Regions from separate parts of the Rattus norvegicus genome. Here region 2 is linked to region 1. A link is a contact called in public Hi-C data. All regions are on one chromosome and are shown on one strand. The core of a region is the stretch at or near the end of the contact, and the rest is flanking DNA. Distances in the headings are between cores, read along the strand shown. Region 1 holds the start of Ankrd63 (ankyrin repeat domain 63). Region 2 holds the start of Bahd1 (bromo adjacent homology domain containing 1).

What was found. A called contact is a pair of places that touch in the nucleus more often than the background predicts.
Region 2: a Hi-C map of mammary epithelial cells shows a contact between it and region 1, with 3 times the contacts expected there. The contact joins the promoter of Bahd1 here to the promoter of Ankrd63 in region 1. A contact is called at or near these places in 2 of 12 Hi-C or Micro-C datasets (hepatocytes and mammary epithelial cells).

The regions. Positions count from the first base shown.
Region 1 is chr3:126,129,130-126,136,445 of GRCr8, reverse strand. Ankrd63 (ankyrin repeat domain 63) reads left to right here and starts at 2,555. Exons shown (of 1, transcript NM_001399655.1): 1 at 2,555-7,316. The coding sequence starts at 3,072. The coding sequence ends at 4,244. It also overlaps a transcript of Plcb2 not described here.
Region 2 is chr3:126,341,745-126,349,060 of GRCr8, reverse strand. It overlaps Bahd1 (bromo adjacent homology domain containing 1), which reads right to left and starts at 2,657. Exons shown (of 7, transcript NM_001427253.1): 1 at 2,341-2,657.

The DNA.
Region 1 (7,316 bases), core at 1,306-3,805:
GCTTTCAGCTCCCTAAGCGACAGCTTCTAATTCCGGCTGTTGGAGCCTCTGTGCTCCACAGCGAAGTCTCAGCTTTTTTTTTTTTCTCCCCCCAGCCTTTGCTGTTTCTTTTCTGTTCAGAACACAGTGAGCCCAGGGAAGAAAGTCAGAGCAAAGGCTCTAGGTTCTGAGACCTGGGAGGGAACTCAGCCCAGACCAGAGTGAGGCTCTGAAGAAGACTTGGCCAATTTTTCCCACACACAAATACATTGTTTCCCTCTACCACAGGCAGTAGGGGCACAGGCAAAGCTGAGCTGGTTCAGGGAGGCTCTTGAGAGGAGGGGCTTGGCCAATGAGCTCTTCTGGGGTTTGGGTGCTTTTCTTCTTGGCGGTACACAGCCTAACCTTCCTCTTGATCCCGAAGGAAGAAGAGAAGAAAGCATCTTCTCTCATGGTGCAGACAGAGAAGATGGAGTCCTGAGAAATAAAAGCCTTTCTTCTGCTGAAGAAGGAGGGAGAGCACCCTATTCCTTTCCTTGGGGCGGAGAGTGCTCCCTGGTCCTTTGATGGGATGGACTTTGAGGGCCCTCTAAATGAGGTGGTGCTTTTCCAACACTGGCTCCTGATCCCTTGTGGTGCAGGCTGAGTTTCTCTCTCTGCTTCCTCTTACAGATAGGAATGTGCAGGCCTGGGGTGACACTGCCAGTCCACAACACAGGCTGAGACCTCGCTCCCATGCCAAGAATTGTGTGTGGGGCTAGCTTCACCTACTGTGCACTTAGTAATATGCCTCACAGGACAAAGGGGAGTGTGGGTTCCTGTTGTAGGGTCTAGCTTGAATCCACTCCTAGGCCATCCTGGAGCCTAGGTGTTCCAGAAGACATGGATGCTCTCCCGCACCCCGCCCCCACTGTCCAGCAAGAGCACTCCTCACAGAATCCTCAGGAGTGTCCTGCAAAGCCACCTACTCTTCCCAGACTGAACACCCCCTCAATTTTTCACTGAGCTTCCTTTCTCTTACAGCATAGGACCCCTGAACACAGCCCTTGACCTGTGCCTGTTGGGTGCCTTTGTCCCTGTAACCCTCTGTCTGGACCATCTTCCTTGTTTCTTAGCAGCCAATGTCACTCGTCCTTAAGGACTAATTCTGCTGCCTTCAGAAGACCTCAGTTCCCACTCTTTCCCAGTATTCATCTGTCCTTCCACTGGCTGTCTGAGTTTTGTATTTAGCAAATGTTTTCAGTCCTGGGTCAATTCTCCTTCATTCAGAATTGTTTGTACATCTTCCCTTAACATCGCTGGAAAAACAATGGTAGGGTTCTCATGTAGCCCAGGCTGGCCTCAACCTCACTATGTAGGTGAGGATGATCTTGGAACTTCTGATCCCCCTGCCTCCATCTCTCAAGTGCTGGGGCTGTTAAGTCCTGGTTTCATGCTGGGAATCAAACCAATGGTTTTGTGTATATTGGGCAAATACTCTACCAGCTTCGAAAAGTCCCCAGCCCTTCACTTATTCTACAAATAAATTCCATTCCAACTATTGTCAAGCCCTCTAGACATGGGAGCTTGTGGGACACTCATTGTAAGACTCAGCGAAGGCCTTCAGTATTACTCCTCCTTAGCACCTATGAGTTGTCCAAAGGAAGATGTCCAGTGAGTTTTCCACACATCTGACTGGAAAAAAAAATGGATCCCCGGTTCTTTCTTTAGGGGGTCAGGTAGAGAGCTCTGTGGCCTAGAGATGGTTTTTGTGCTCAAGAGAATCCAGCCTTCTGGGGGAATTCTTGCTTGTGTCTTTTGCCCTTTCCTAGACTTTAGCCCTAGCTCATCCTTGAGGGGACAGTACCTGGGGAGTCCTGATGCCTGCACACTCTCAGATCCTAAGGCACCTGCCCTGGGTCACAGCGGCCAGTGTCTAGTCAGCTTGCTCCACAGCGACCGACCGACCGTGGAGCTGGCACGCGGGCGCGCTGTCAGGTTTGGAGACGTCTGAGATTGGAGAATGCACCCCCGCCCTGCTCTGAGTGAGCGTGTGCGGGAGGCACAATTGTGTGTGACTGTGATTCGCTGCACTTTAGATGGCAGTTATCAGCCAGACTGAGCGCCCTCAGTCCGGAGCACAAATGCCTCATACCCCAAATTACTCCACCTCTGTCTCTGGCCCACCTCAAGTTCGTGCATTGTCCAGTTCTGTCCTCGTGGGGTCCCAGTCCCTTTAACCTAGAACCGATGGTAGGAGCTCCCGCCAGTTTCTAAGCAGCCGACGCTACCGATTCTGGCGGAGGCGGGGGGGCGGGGAAAGAAGACTGAGATTTTAGGATTGGCCCCGCCGGGTGCATGTGGCCCCCGGCGAGCAGCCTCCGCCCCCGCCCCGCAACCGCCGCCGCATTCCCAGGGGAGCGCGGAGGAGGAGCCGCTCCCCAACTTCGTGGCCCACGAAGGGGTGGGGGGTCAGGGGCGGTCTCCCTCGCCCTGTCCGTCTCTGCCCTGAAGGTGCAGCCTGCTTCCAGAGCAGCCATTGCCATGGAGACCCCCGAAGCTATAAAGCCAGGTATCTAGGCGTCGGGTACCTCACGAGCCGCTGAGCCCCCTAAGTAAAAAAGCAAGCCTCCCGGCCCCCGCAAGAGAGGAGGAGGTGGGGAGAGGCTCCGGGAGCTGGAAGAGCAGCGCTCCCCGCCGAGGCTGGAGGCAGGCGCGCCAGGCGGGAGCCACCCGCTCAGCAGGGGAGCAGGGGCTGCCCGGGGTACCGGTGAGTGGCGCTGCTCCAAGCCACGAGGGACCAAGGGGCGTCGGATACAGGGAAGAGGGCCCAAGAGTTGAGGAGGCCGAGCTTGAGCGGGAGTCAGAAGCAACAAATAGCCACCTCCGGGCGGGGGCCAGGGAGGAAAAGCAAGACGTCCCGGGAGCAGCGAGGCAGCGGAGAGGCAGGGAGACCCGAGCGGGAACTGCAGGAGACTCGGCTACAGCCACCTACGCACCGCGCGGGAAGAGCGGTACGGGTGTCCGGGCCGGGGCCTTAGCCCCGTGGGGTGAGGGAACAGGGGCGCCCCCGTGCGGAGCTTTTGGACTTCCCGGGCGCGGCGGCCGGAGCCATGCTCAAGCCCAAGGACCTGTGCCCCCGAGCGGGTACGCGCACCTTCCTTGAGGCCATGCAGGCGGGCAAAGTCCACTTGGCCCGCTTCGTGCTGGACGCGCTGGACCGCAGCATCATCGACTGCCGCGCCGAGCAGGGCCGGACGCCGCTCATGGTGGCCGTGGGGCTGCCGGACCCCGCGATGCGCTCGCGTTTCGTGCGACTGCTGTTGGAGCAGGGTGCGGCCGTGAACCTGCGGGACGAGCGCGGCCGCACTGCACTCAGCCTGGCCTGCGAGCGAGGCCACTTAGACGCCGTGCAGCTGCTGGTGCAGTACAGCGGCGATCCGGAGGCGACGGACTCGGCGGGCAACAGCCCGGTGATGTGGGCGGCGGCGTGCGGCCACGGGGCGGTGCTGGAGTTCTTGGTGCGCTCTTTCCGCCGCCTGGGCTTACGCCTTGACCGCACCAACCGTGCGGGCCTCACCGCTCTGCAGCTCGCTGCCTCCCGCGGCCACGGGACCTGTGTGCAAGCCCTCACCGGGCCTTGGGGTCGGGCAGCCGCTGCGGCAGCGGCCCGGGGCTCCAACTCCGACAGTCCCCCTGGCCACTCTGCCCCGGTGCCCAGCCCAGAGCGTCGACGTCCCAGCCCCCGTCGTCTGCCGCGTCCTCTTTTGGCACGGTTTGCGCGAGCTGCCGGCGGCCACGGTCACGGTCACGGCCATGGCCACGGCCACGGAGGTGAGCTTGCCTCTGCTGGCAAGGGCTCGGGCCGTCATAGGGCACAAGGCAGCGAGAGGCCAGAGTTGGGCCGGAGCATGAGCCTAGCTCTGGGTACCATGACGGAGGAGGAGACAGCACGCCTTAGGGCAGGAGCTCTGATGGTTCGACCAAACTCACCCCAGTCTTCGGGGAGTGGGCGGTGGCGTTCACATGAGGTGCTGGAGGGAGCGCCACTAGCCTTAATGCAAGCCCCGGTCGGCCTTAGTCCTCATCCCGAGGGTGGCCCCGGCTCTGGCCGCCTGGGTTTGCGCCGACGTTCCACAGCCCCAGACATCCCCAGCCTGGTCGGGGAGGCTTCAGGGCCTGAGAGTGGTCCAGAATTAGAGAACAATGCTCTGCCTTTCTCAGTGCCTGGGCCAAAGCCTTGGCAGGCGGGCACAGAGGCTGTGGTACTTCAGGCTCAGCGGTAAGGAGCACGAAGGTCGAGCCCTGTAAAAGTCCACTGTCTCTAGTTACTGAGATATCTCCCTTTGCTCCAAGTCCTTCCTTTCTCTGCAATTTGCTGACCCCCCCTCCCAGTCCCCACTGCTAAAGGGAGACCTCCTGTAGACCTCTACCAGTTGTAGAGATCCCATCTTTTTGTGTGCTCATTGGTATTTCCTATGTAAATCTCCCACCTTCCTCCAACGTGGCTTTCTTGTCCTGGGGAAAAAGGAGGTGTGAACGGCTGCTTCTGTAGGCTTCAGCTTTCTAGCCAGAAAGGTGGACGGTTCAATCCCAATCCCAGCCCTGAGGTTCAGCTGCCTAGTCTCGGTTCCTGCAGGACCCCCTGCCTATTTCTAACTTTCCCTAACACCTTGGCAGCCAGGGTGGCAGTAGAACCGGCTCTGGAGAACAAGGACCCAGGCGACTGTGCCTGCTGATGCTGACCATAATAGTTGACCAACTACCGAAGTCTCCCTTCCCTATAAGGTTGGAGAAAGGGAGGAAACGAGGTAGCCCCATAAGCTTTTTGGACAAGAGTGCTGATTATGAAGCAATCCAGTGGTTAAGGTTTTCTGAGGCAGAAATTCCTCATTCAAGGCAAAGATATTTTGGAACTTAATATCCCCTTTAGGTATTTACTAGCTTTCCCTACTGGGAAATAAACTTCCTTTGACTCTGTCTCAGTCAGACTCAGGATTCAACTTCATTGGCATCGTAGGCTTGCTACTGTAAGCCCCTACTAACTCTTGGCTTCTGGGGCAGCTTGACCCCCAAAAGGATTGCAGTTGAATTTCATCTCTGAGGTTCAATGCTTCCCTCATCTTGGCCCAGCCTTAATTAAATTTCCACTTCGTCCCGGAGGCCTGAAATGGAAAGGACATAGCACCCCACCTCCTCCTTCCTCCCAGCTCCCCCATTCCGCACGTGGGTGCTCCAGGAGGGTGGAACAGCTAGGAAGGACTTGCTTAATTGTATTTCTCCCAACCCTCAAAAGAACTCGTGTTTTGAGCCTTTGTGTATGAAGCAGAAAGCAGCAGGTCTGATCGGAGGCTTAAGAAACTGACAACGTCTCTTTAAATAGCACCTCCGCAAGGGGGATAATTGACTAGAGTGTTTGCAACGTTAAACGGCGGCGGGCGCGGGAGTCGAGAGCCCACACGAACCGCAGGTCCCGGTCTAAATTACATCAAACTCCCGAGAAAGCATAGGAAGGGGCTGCTAAATGTCTCCTGCTTCTTGCTGGGCTGTTAATGGAGGGCAGGGCAGATGATGGATGCTAGATCGAGACCAAGGACCCCTGCCTGGGCTCCACCGCGTGGGATGCAGGCCCAGCCCAGCTTCCAGCTTTTATTACTGGGCAGATTAGTGAGTCAGAGGCAACTGTGGAGAAGTAGTTAGCCCCCCTCCCCGCGAAGTCTTTTGTCCTCTCCCTCTCCGCCCCTGCCCTCCAACACTGTACCGCCCCAGAGAGGGGGCGAAGAAAGGAGTTTGGCAGGTTGTATGCTCTACGACCCCAGTGTCAGTGCTAGCTCCTGGTGGAAGATCTGTACCAGCCAGGTGGGGTAAAAACTCCTGCTTCAAGGCAGAGAAAGTTTTCTGGCCGTAATAGTAACTCGGGTTTTTGTTTGTGAACCCGGAAGAGTGAGCATGTAACCCCGCACTTGCCTGCGATAAAGTCTTTTAAGACGTTGATCCTTGTGGAAGATCATCTTTGTGGAAAGGTTTCTCACCAGTCACTCCGAGGGATCTGCCAAGAGAGAATGCTGGTGCTCAGAAACTGGGTCTGCGGTAGAAGGGTAGGAAGTCGGAAACCAGTTTTTGCCGGGGCCACAGAGCTCGGCAGTTCCTGTTCTTCCTCCCTTGCGTCCGAGGCCGCGCGCCAGCCCACAATTAGGACCGTAATCCTTGCTGCCCCCTGGTGGCACCTCTGCACTCTCCTCGCTGCGCCCTGGGAGCTCAGACTTGGCTTTCATCGGGAGATCATCGATGTGTAACTTCTCCCTCTGTGTGCTTTTTACCCATGAAGCGTGTTCCTCTCGTAAAATGTTAAATCCGGATACTTGAAGTCGCTTCACTTCAATGAAGTGAGGAACAGTGAACAAGGAAAGTCAGCACTGAGTGTAGTAAGAAGTGCTCAGAAGCCCACCAAGAACCCCAAGTCATTTTGCAAGCTAAGGGTACTGTTGGAAGATCTCCTGCTATCTTTAGAACAGCTGGAGCTGCCAACCCTTGTTGCTTCTGAACCTTGACCTGACCATGTGTGTTGTCTTAGGACAGTTGCTATCCATTCTGGGGTGATCTCTCTGCCACCCCACCCCTCCTGGACACACACAGATAGACGTTCCCAGCCTTTGCCCCCCATACCCATACACACACACCTGCCTTTTCTCACCCTGAGGGTCAGAAGTGCAGTATACCACAGTGTCTGAAAAGTCAGAGGAGGTCCGGACTGGGACACCCCAAGTGAGTAGTGCTTTTTCTCTGACCCTTCCTCACTCACATTCCATTTTCAACAATGTTTACTTTTAGTGATGTTTTTAATGGTGTAAGGATACTTTTTTTTTTTTTTGGCTTACAAGCACCCTGAAATCTGGTTCACACATTATGTCCAGGGGTGCTGTCAACCATTCAGTGTCACTGATGTGTACCCTGTGGGAGCGTCACCTTGGTGAGTCTCTGTTGGGTAAATGCTTACTCCTGTCTATTCTGTGGAGTTGCTGGAAGACGGATGGTCGGAAGTGACATTTCTGATACACTGTAGATCTTTCCCATCTCAACTGAGTTGTGGGCCTTGTTGTCTGCCCTTAGCCTCAGCTAAGCCTTAGCAGGCTCTGTATAGAACTCCAGCACACTTTACTCTCTCCAGACCTCCTGTTAGCTCTAGGTATACTGAGGCTGCGGTCCTCCCTGTCCCCTCCCGGTGTAGAAGTGACTTTGCTGCATACTCTGCTTTTCCTATCATTGTCATCATTGTGAAGAGTCGCCCCAGCCACTGGCACTTAGAGCTGGTTGGTTTTGGTATGGTGTAAAGGGCATCGGCACATGCGTGTGGAGCA
Region 2 (7,316 bases), core at 1,408-3,907, 210 kb before region 1:
AGCAAAGAGCAGAGGGACCGAAGAAATGCAGAGTGAAAACACATCTCTTTAATGGCTCAACTCCCCAGAGCCAGTCCTAAACATTCATCTGACTGACAAGTATCTCTTGCCAGGTTAAGCCCCCGTCACAGAGGGAAATGTTATTTTGGCAATTCCCACCTTCCAGCAGCCAAACCAGGTCACCCTTCTGACTGCCACCAAAAGAAATCTCGTACAGTACAACCCCAGCAAAAGAGATTCTCCAGCCTTCTCTGGATTTAGACATACAATTAAACTCTCTCAAACAAACTTCAGTCTCTTGTGTGAAGTAATACCCCCCTTTCCTCACAAGCCTCGACTCCACCCAAACTGGGGTCCAGACTCTCCTGGGGAGAGATGGGGTGCTCTGAATGAACTCCACCCCCTGCTGTTCCTGCTCCTTTGGCAGACAGCAGCTTCCTAAAGGTGGGCTTAGAGCCAAACACAGCCGAGTGCTGCTCTTGACCAGTCCCACTGGTGTGCCACTCCAACCCAGATTTTTCTCAGCAAAAGGCCATGTTCTCAGCTGTTATCAGCCTGAGTCTCCTCTCTTCCTGTTCCCAACCCAATCACATGAGGAGGGGCACGGGAGCTGAGTGGATTCTCACAAACGGATAAACAGCATACAGCCTAGAGCTGCTCACCGCTGGGGTTAGCAGTACTCTCACAGCTTAAGCCAGAGATTCCAAAGTGTCCTAGGACAGTGGTGTCCCCGAGAAATGTGGTCCCCCTGAGGCTTTTTCCTTTTTGGTAGAAGACTATGGAGGTGTAGAAGCTGGGGAGAAACGTGTCAGGTGGTACAAAAGAGAGCTGGAAACCTTATTTTATGTCATCATCAAATTTCTGCCTCAATTTATGGACTCAGCTTATCTTGTCCCTATGTGGGTACCTTCTTGCCTAAGGAAAACTGCTACAGCAATAGTGAAGGCATCGCCAAGCACAGTGGGTGTGTGTGTTGGGGGTGGGGTCCCTTAGTCCCAATCCAAGTAGCCGTCTGTGCTCTTAAGATTGCCGACAATGGGCCACTAGGAGACATCCCAGGTGGAGTTAAACCTCTATCGATAGGCAGACTTGCTGAAAGCCTCTCACTGGTAGCAGGCTCTGCTCGCCTCTGAGTCCACCAGCCCATTCGCCACCGGCCAGGGCACTCGGTGCGCACACCCCCCAACCCTGCCCCTCCGCCTTGGCTAAGTCGACCCCACTCTTCCCGGAGCCGCGAGGATATCTGCGGCTACAGCCCAGAGCCAGTGCCGCAGCTCCTCCCGGTGGACGCCCCGGCCCCCGCAGTCCCCAGGGCAGAGTCCGGCCCCGTGCCCGCCCCTTGGGGTGGGTGCCCCGGACTCGCTCCCCTCCCTGATACCACTACCTGCGCCCGCTTGGGCGCCGCCTTTGTCCGGCTCTTCACCGCCGAGCGGGCCCCTTGGGCCCGACCTGACCCGGCCCCCGGCCCCAGAGGAGAGGCGGCGGGGCTGGCAGGGCACAACCAGGCCGGGCCTGGAGCACCGGGTCCCGCTGTCACTTAGAGGCGGTCTGACAACTTCGATTCCCCCCGCCCTACCTCGGACTCGGCCGCCGCCCCGCACGGTCCCCACAGGGCCTCCCGCGGCCCACACTCGCTGTTCGAACCGGTCCCCTTCCGTCTTCGGCGCCTCCCTTCCTTCAGCCCGACCCGATCCGGTCCACACTACCCCTCGCCCTGACGCGGCCCCCATCCCCACCCCCCCTCCGGCAATTGCCGGTCAGCTCCCAACCCTGGAGGGCGCCCCCCACCCCGAGAGGGCGCTCCCGCGGCGACGCCCCCAGCAGCGGCCCCTAGCCTCGGGGACCACGATGGGGGAGGGGGCTTGGCGGGGGCCTTGCCGCCCGCGCACTCGGAGGCGAGCCGGCTCCGCCGCGGCGAGGAAGCACCCCGCGTCCTCCCGCCCTCCGTAGCCCGGGACGCCCGCGCCGCCGCCCCCTGGCCAAGCTGCCACCCTGCGGCCGCCACCCACCCCGCCCCCGGTCTGCGAGGCGGGCGCCCCCCGGGGGCTGTCACCTCGAGGCGCGCAGTGCTCCCCGATGGCGGGACCGCAGCGCCGGACCCGGGGGAGGGAGGCGGCGCGCGCGGGCGGGCAGGCAGCCGCACCTGCTTCTTGTCGTCCGTCCGTCCCTTCCCGGGGCTGGCGGGGGCGGCGGCGCGGCGCGCTCGGCGGGGCGCGCTGACGGGCGGCCGGTCCTCTCCCTTTTGCTAGTCCGCCTACCTAGCTCGTTCGCTCGCTCGCTCGCTCGCTCTCGCTCGTTCGTCCTCCCCTTCCCCCTCCTGGATCCCAGCTCCTAGCTCACCGGGACGAGCGGCGCGGACGGCGCGGCTTTGGGCGCCCGCAGGCCCTGACCGGGCTGGAATCCGGCGGCTGGAACCCCCCGGGGGCGCTCAATTCCCGGGCTCCACGCTGCTGCGTCAGCGCCTCCTCCTGGGGGCCAGGGCCGGGCGGGCGGAGCGGGGGCCGCGGTCGGGCGGGGCCGTCGGGGGGGGGCGGGCGCGCCTGGCCGGGGCGGGCAGACGGCTAGGGCCGGACGGGCGGGGCAGGCGGCCGGACGGGCGAGCAGCGGGGGCCGGGCTCCGGGATCCGCTACGCCGCTCGCGGTTCCCCCACAAACTCCCCGAGAGCGGAGCCTCCGCCGCCCTCCTTCCTGCTTCCTCGTCCCCAGCCAATCAGCGGCGCGCCCCTCGGCAAGCTCCGCCAATCAGCCGCCCCGCCCTGCGCTGGCCCCGCCAGCCAATCCGGCCCTCGGCTCCCCCTCCCGGTCTCCAACCAATCAGAATCGTGGGTCGGTCGTCCCGACGCAGGGGGCAGCACGAGGCGGCCGGGGGAGGCGGTGCGGGGAGTGGTGGGGCCTGGGGGGAGGGGTACGGTGCCAAGGGTGGTGGCGGGGGATGATTTTCTTTGCCGGCTTCTAGTATTTTCTCCTGGTCTTTGGAGCCTGAGCCAGTATCCCATGGTGACCTGACCCTGAAGCCCCAGCACCTCACTGCAGACCCCCACCCTGAAAAATCTTAGCGCGCCCCCGCCCTGACCATTACCCTTCTACATCTCTCTTCCCTCCTAACCTCTCCAGCACCCGCTACAGTAAACTGAGGGCCGAGGGGGCACCCCACCCTCCTCAGGCTGCTGCCCCCATGGCAAAGCTTCGGGAAGACCAACCGAAAAATTCAAGCAAGAACAACACCCCCTTTCCTCTGAAAGGGCCCCAGACTCGCGCGAAAGGGCCCCGACTGCTAAGAAGCCCCTCCCGCCCTTGCCTCATCTTTCCGACTTCCCTGCTTGCCACGTCTCCTTTCCTTCCTAGCAAGGTCGGTCCTGGCTCCGTAACCCCTCACCCGCATCTCTTTTTCCTCTTTCTGCCCTTCACCTACCGCCCCCCACCCCAGCTCCCAATTCGCCCTCTTTCAGAAGCCAAGTGTGGAACCCTCATCCATTTCCAGCTGACAGCACAGCCTGGTCTGTGAGTCCTTGACACCCACACACCCTCTACCACCACCGCGGGGAACATCAGAGCTCTCCGGGGGAGAGGGAAAGGGGCGGGCAGCCCAACAGGCGCGGCTGGACACACTCCTTCGCGTCCCCAAGCCTGGGTAGAACCAGTGCAGACACTTACCTAGCTTCCCCATAGTCACCTTATGCTGTGGCTCCGTCTCTCACACCCACAGACGTGCTTTTCCAAGCCTGAGCACGCTCTCGGGGTCAGCTGGGTGGGTGGGCAAAGCAGGCTGAGGTCATACGAAGGGGTGGGAAGTCCCTGGGAGGTGCGGGAAGGGGCCGTGTCCTGGACACCTTGTAGCGTCAGAGCCAGCCCAGGACTTCACTTCAAGGAGTCGTAATGTGCACACAGTAGGTTCTTGAGAAATACCGAGTCCACCCCTGAACAAAGCCTCATTCCCAATTCAGGCGGGGGAGGGGCGCTTTGGGAGGTAAAGGAGCAGGAGCAGAAAGGGTAGTGTCAAGTCACCCGAGCCTGGGAGCAGCCGGGGAGGGGCTGGGCCCTGGAACGCCTAGGGCAGAGAAGCGCCCAGAGTGCTGAAGAAACCTGGTTAGTAAGCAGGAAAAAACGAGCCTTGGAGAGTGGCTTAGGGGCTCCTCCTACACTCTATACAGTTCCCCACCTTTCCTAGACCGTGCTACTGACGCGCTGACCCGAGCAGCTTTTAAGATAACTAGGGCTACCAGCCTCTGTAGCTGGGCAATAGACTTCCCTCGGGAGAGAGGGAGAGAGAGGGAGAGGGAGGGAGGGAAGGAGGGACGAGGGGAGAGAGAGAGAGAGAGAGAGAGAGAGAGAGAGAGAGAGAGAGAGAAGAGAAGAGAAGAGAATATGAGAATATGAGAATATGAATGAATGAATAAGAACTGTTCCGGGGTCTCCTAGACTACCTAGCTAGTCTACAGGACATGATTTACCAAGGCCGTGCTAAAATCATAGTGTGCCAACTTCTCAAATGGCCAAACTCTTAATACCTCTTTCCTTCTACTTCCCATCCTTAGGGAAGGCAAAATCCCAATCCTCGGAAAGTAGGGCACTGAAGGACTCACTGATCCTCCTAAGGCAAAGGTACCCTGCAGTGCTCCCCAGCACACACAGGCCAGCTATACTTCCCATCTCACAAAGTTAGCCCCTCCCCTCAGCCAAGTCCATTATCGTGTCTCAGGATATAGACCCCAGTCCTCCACAAACTGGGAACAGAGGGTACCTCTGGCCACTTAGGTGAACAAGGTAGAAGAACAGGCTCTCTGATGATGGGGGTTGGGGTGGGGGTGAGAATGTGAGGATTAAGAAGACAAATGTTAACTGGTCAGAGGGGAAGAAACTCAAGTAGCCCATGTTTAGCCTGGGAACTGAAGAACAAGACTGCTGAAGGGGGCATCTCCCTGGAAGCTTCGGTTAAAACTCCTGGTACCAGACGAAGTTGACTTATTTGGGACCCAAGGGGAAGGGAAGAGAGAATCCTGATGGAGGAGGAGGACCCAGGAGCTACTTAGAGTGCCCATCCTGCTGGATAGCCAACGGAATTCTGCCCTCAGACCTCTCCCTATGGCTGACTGGCTCATTTGCCCCAGGAGGCTCTGGCTCAGTGGACTTCTGGCTGGGGGTAGAGTCTGGAAGGAGGAGGACAGGTTTTCTAAAGGCACTTGATGTTCCTCCTTTAGCAGCCCATTGCTCTCCTGGGTCCCCTTCTCTCTTGCTTCTTAACACTGGTCCACCAGCCAGCCAAGAGGAGACCAGAGTTTTAAACAGGTTGCTTGGTGCTCCTAAGGGAGTTTGTGGCCTCCTGTTCTCTTTCACTCCGTTTTCAGGAACCCCTGCATCTGGACCACCCTCCTTCCCAATCCAGAGCCTTTCTGTTTTAGAAATAATTAATCTCAATCTGGGGTTTCTACCCCGCCTTTGACCATTTAGTTCCCGGATAACACACACACACACACACACACACACACACACACACCCTTTATCTTTATAATAAGCCTTAATCAGCACATCTGGAAAAGGCTCCTGCTCCCATAGTCTCTTCCTTAGTACAGGCAGCTCCCATCCCACTCCACCAGAACAGCTGTGCCAGTGCCTGAGGGCTGTCACCTTTCCTCTCTCTCGCCAAAAAAAAAGGGTTTGTCATTTGATCTGGAAATGGAAGGTCTGGAAATGGATGGATTGATTCATCAGGTCTCCACGACTAGCCCCCTTAGCAGAGGTTTGCTCTACCTGGGCATCTCCAGACCCATCAGTAAGGGTTAGCTCCCTTGGAGCAAGAAAGCCGAGAAAAGGAGTTAGAAGCCACCAGAACATCCAGGGCCAGAGAGAACGTGCTGCACACCCTTCCCCCACCACGTACAACCAGACTGACAGCAGGGACAGACTGGATGCTCTGTCATCCCCAGTTCAGCAGAGAGGCACCTCCCCCCACTGCCGCAGCAGTCCCAGCAGACTGCCTGCCCTGAGATCCAGCCACTGGCACCGGGCAGGGAACCCAAGCCCGCAGCAGTTTCTGTGAAGGTGGCACTTACCACTTTCACCTACCTCCATGTCCTGCCCAGGTGTCTCCTTGCTGAGTGTGGGCAGGCAGCCCTCCCCTGCCTCACCTCAGACCGTCCAAATTCCAGGTTCTTCAACACTGAAGGACCTGACCCTCAAGCCCCACTGAACAAGATGAAGGAATGGCTCTCTTCTGGAGGGACTCCTTCCTCATCATAGATTAAATTCATCATCAATACTTGCCCCTCCCCCACCAAAGGAAGCCCCCAGGGGTGGGGAAATAAAGTCAGACTTTTATAGTCCTTTTGCTGGGACCTGCTCACTCTTAAAGGGATCAGAACACCCCCTCCTTAAAGGGACCTCCGGAAATTATTTGCCCCCAGGCAAAGCCAAGTGTAGAAGTCTGGTTTTTACCTGCTGTGGCTTCTTTCCCTAGGGATGGGAGAGTCAGAAGTGCTCTCTTTGTAACTAAGCCGAAAGGGCTGGGCCCCCTCCTGCCACCAAGGAGCCAGTTGTTGAGTACCCATCAAAGAAGAGGATTGTTTCTCTTCCCTAAGGGCCACGGAATGGTCTGTAGGATCAAGGTGATGTAGGGGGTCTGTGTGGGACCAGTCTTCCTATAAGCCTCCAGCGCTTAGACTTTGGGGACCGCATTCCATGATGCTATGTCCCAAACCCCCATCTGTCCAGCGCTACCCTGCAGATTGCTAGCCAGGGAAGTCTTGGCAGGCTGCCCCTCCCAGCGAAAACCGTTTCTGTATTCTCCTTCCCTTTGACACAAGACTTCGCCTCGTTGGGTCCCCGGTCCTTCCTCTTAAGATTCATTCTCTACCCCACAGGCGAGTTGCCTCCCTGCAGTGCCAACAACTGCTGCTTATACCTATTTCAGGCTCCTTCCTGCCCTAGTCGGCGTCCCTGGGGTCCGCCTGCACCCCCACCCGTCAAAGGCTGGGGGATGGGCACACCTCGGCTCCCTAGAGCGCAGCAAAGCTGCATCTTCTCTCCGCCGCTTACTAGGCACATAGGTTCATTCAGCCCTTGGGGCTGGGGGGGGGGGCATAAATGGCGGAGAGGGGCCCGAGGGCGCTTCAGCTGGAGAGGAATAGTCACAAGTCGCACTCACTAAAGCCACCTCTTCTGCATTTTCCCTTCGCCGGTGGAGGGTCGACACCGCTGGGAGACTTTGCTGACGCTTGGGAACCGGCCAAGGCCGCCCACCCTTGCCACTCTCAGGAGGAGACTCCCCCCCCCCCCCCCGCCAGGGCTGGAGCAGTGAGCCCCCTCCCCCTCCCCCGTAG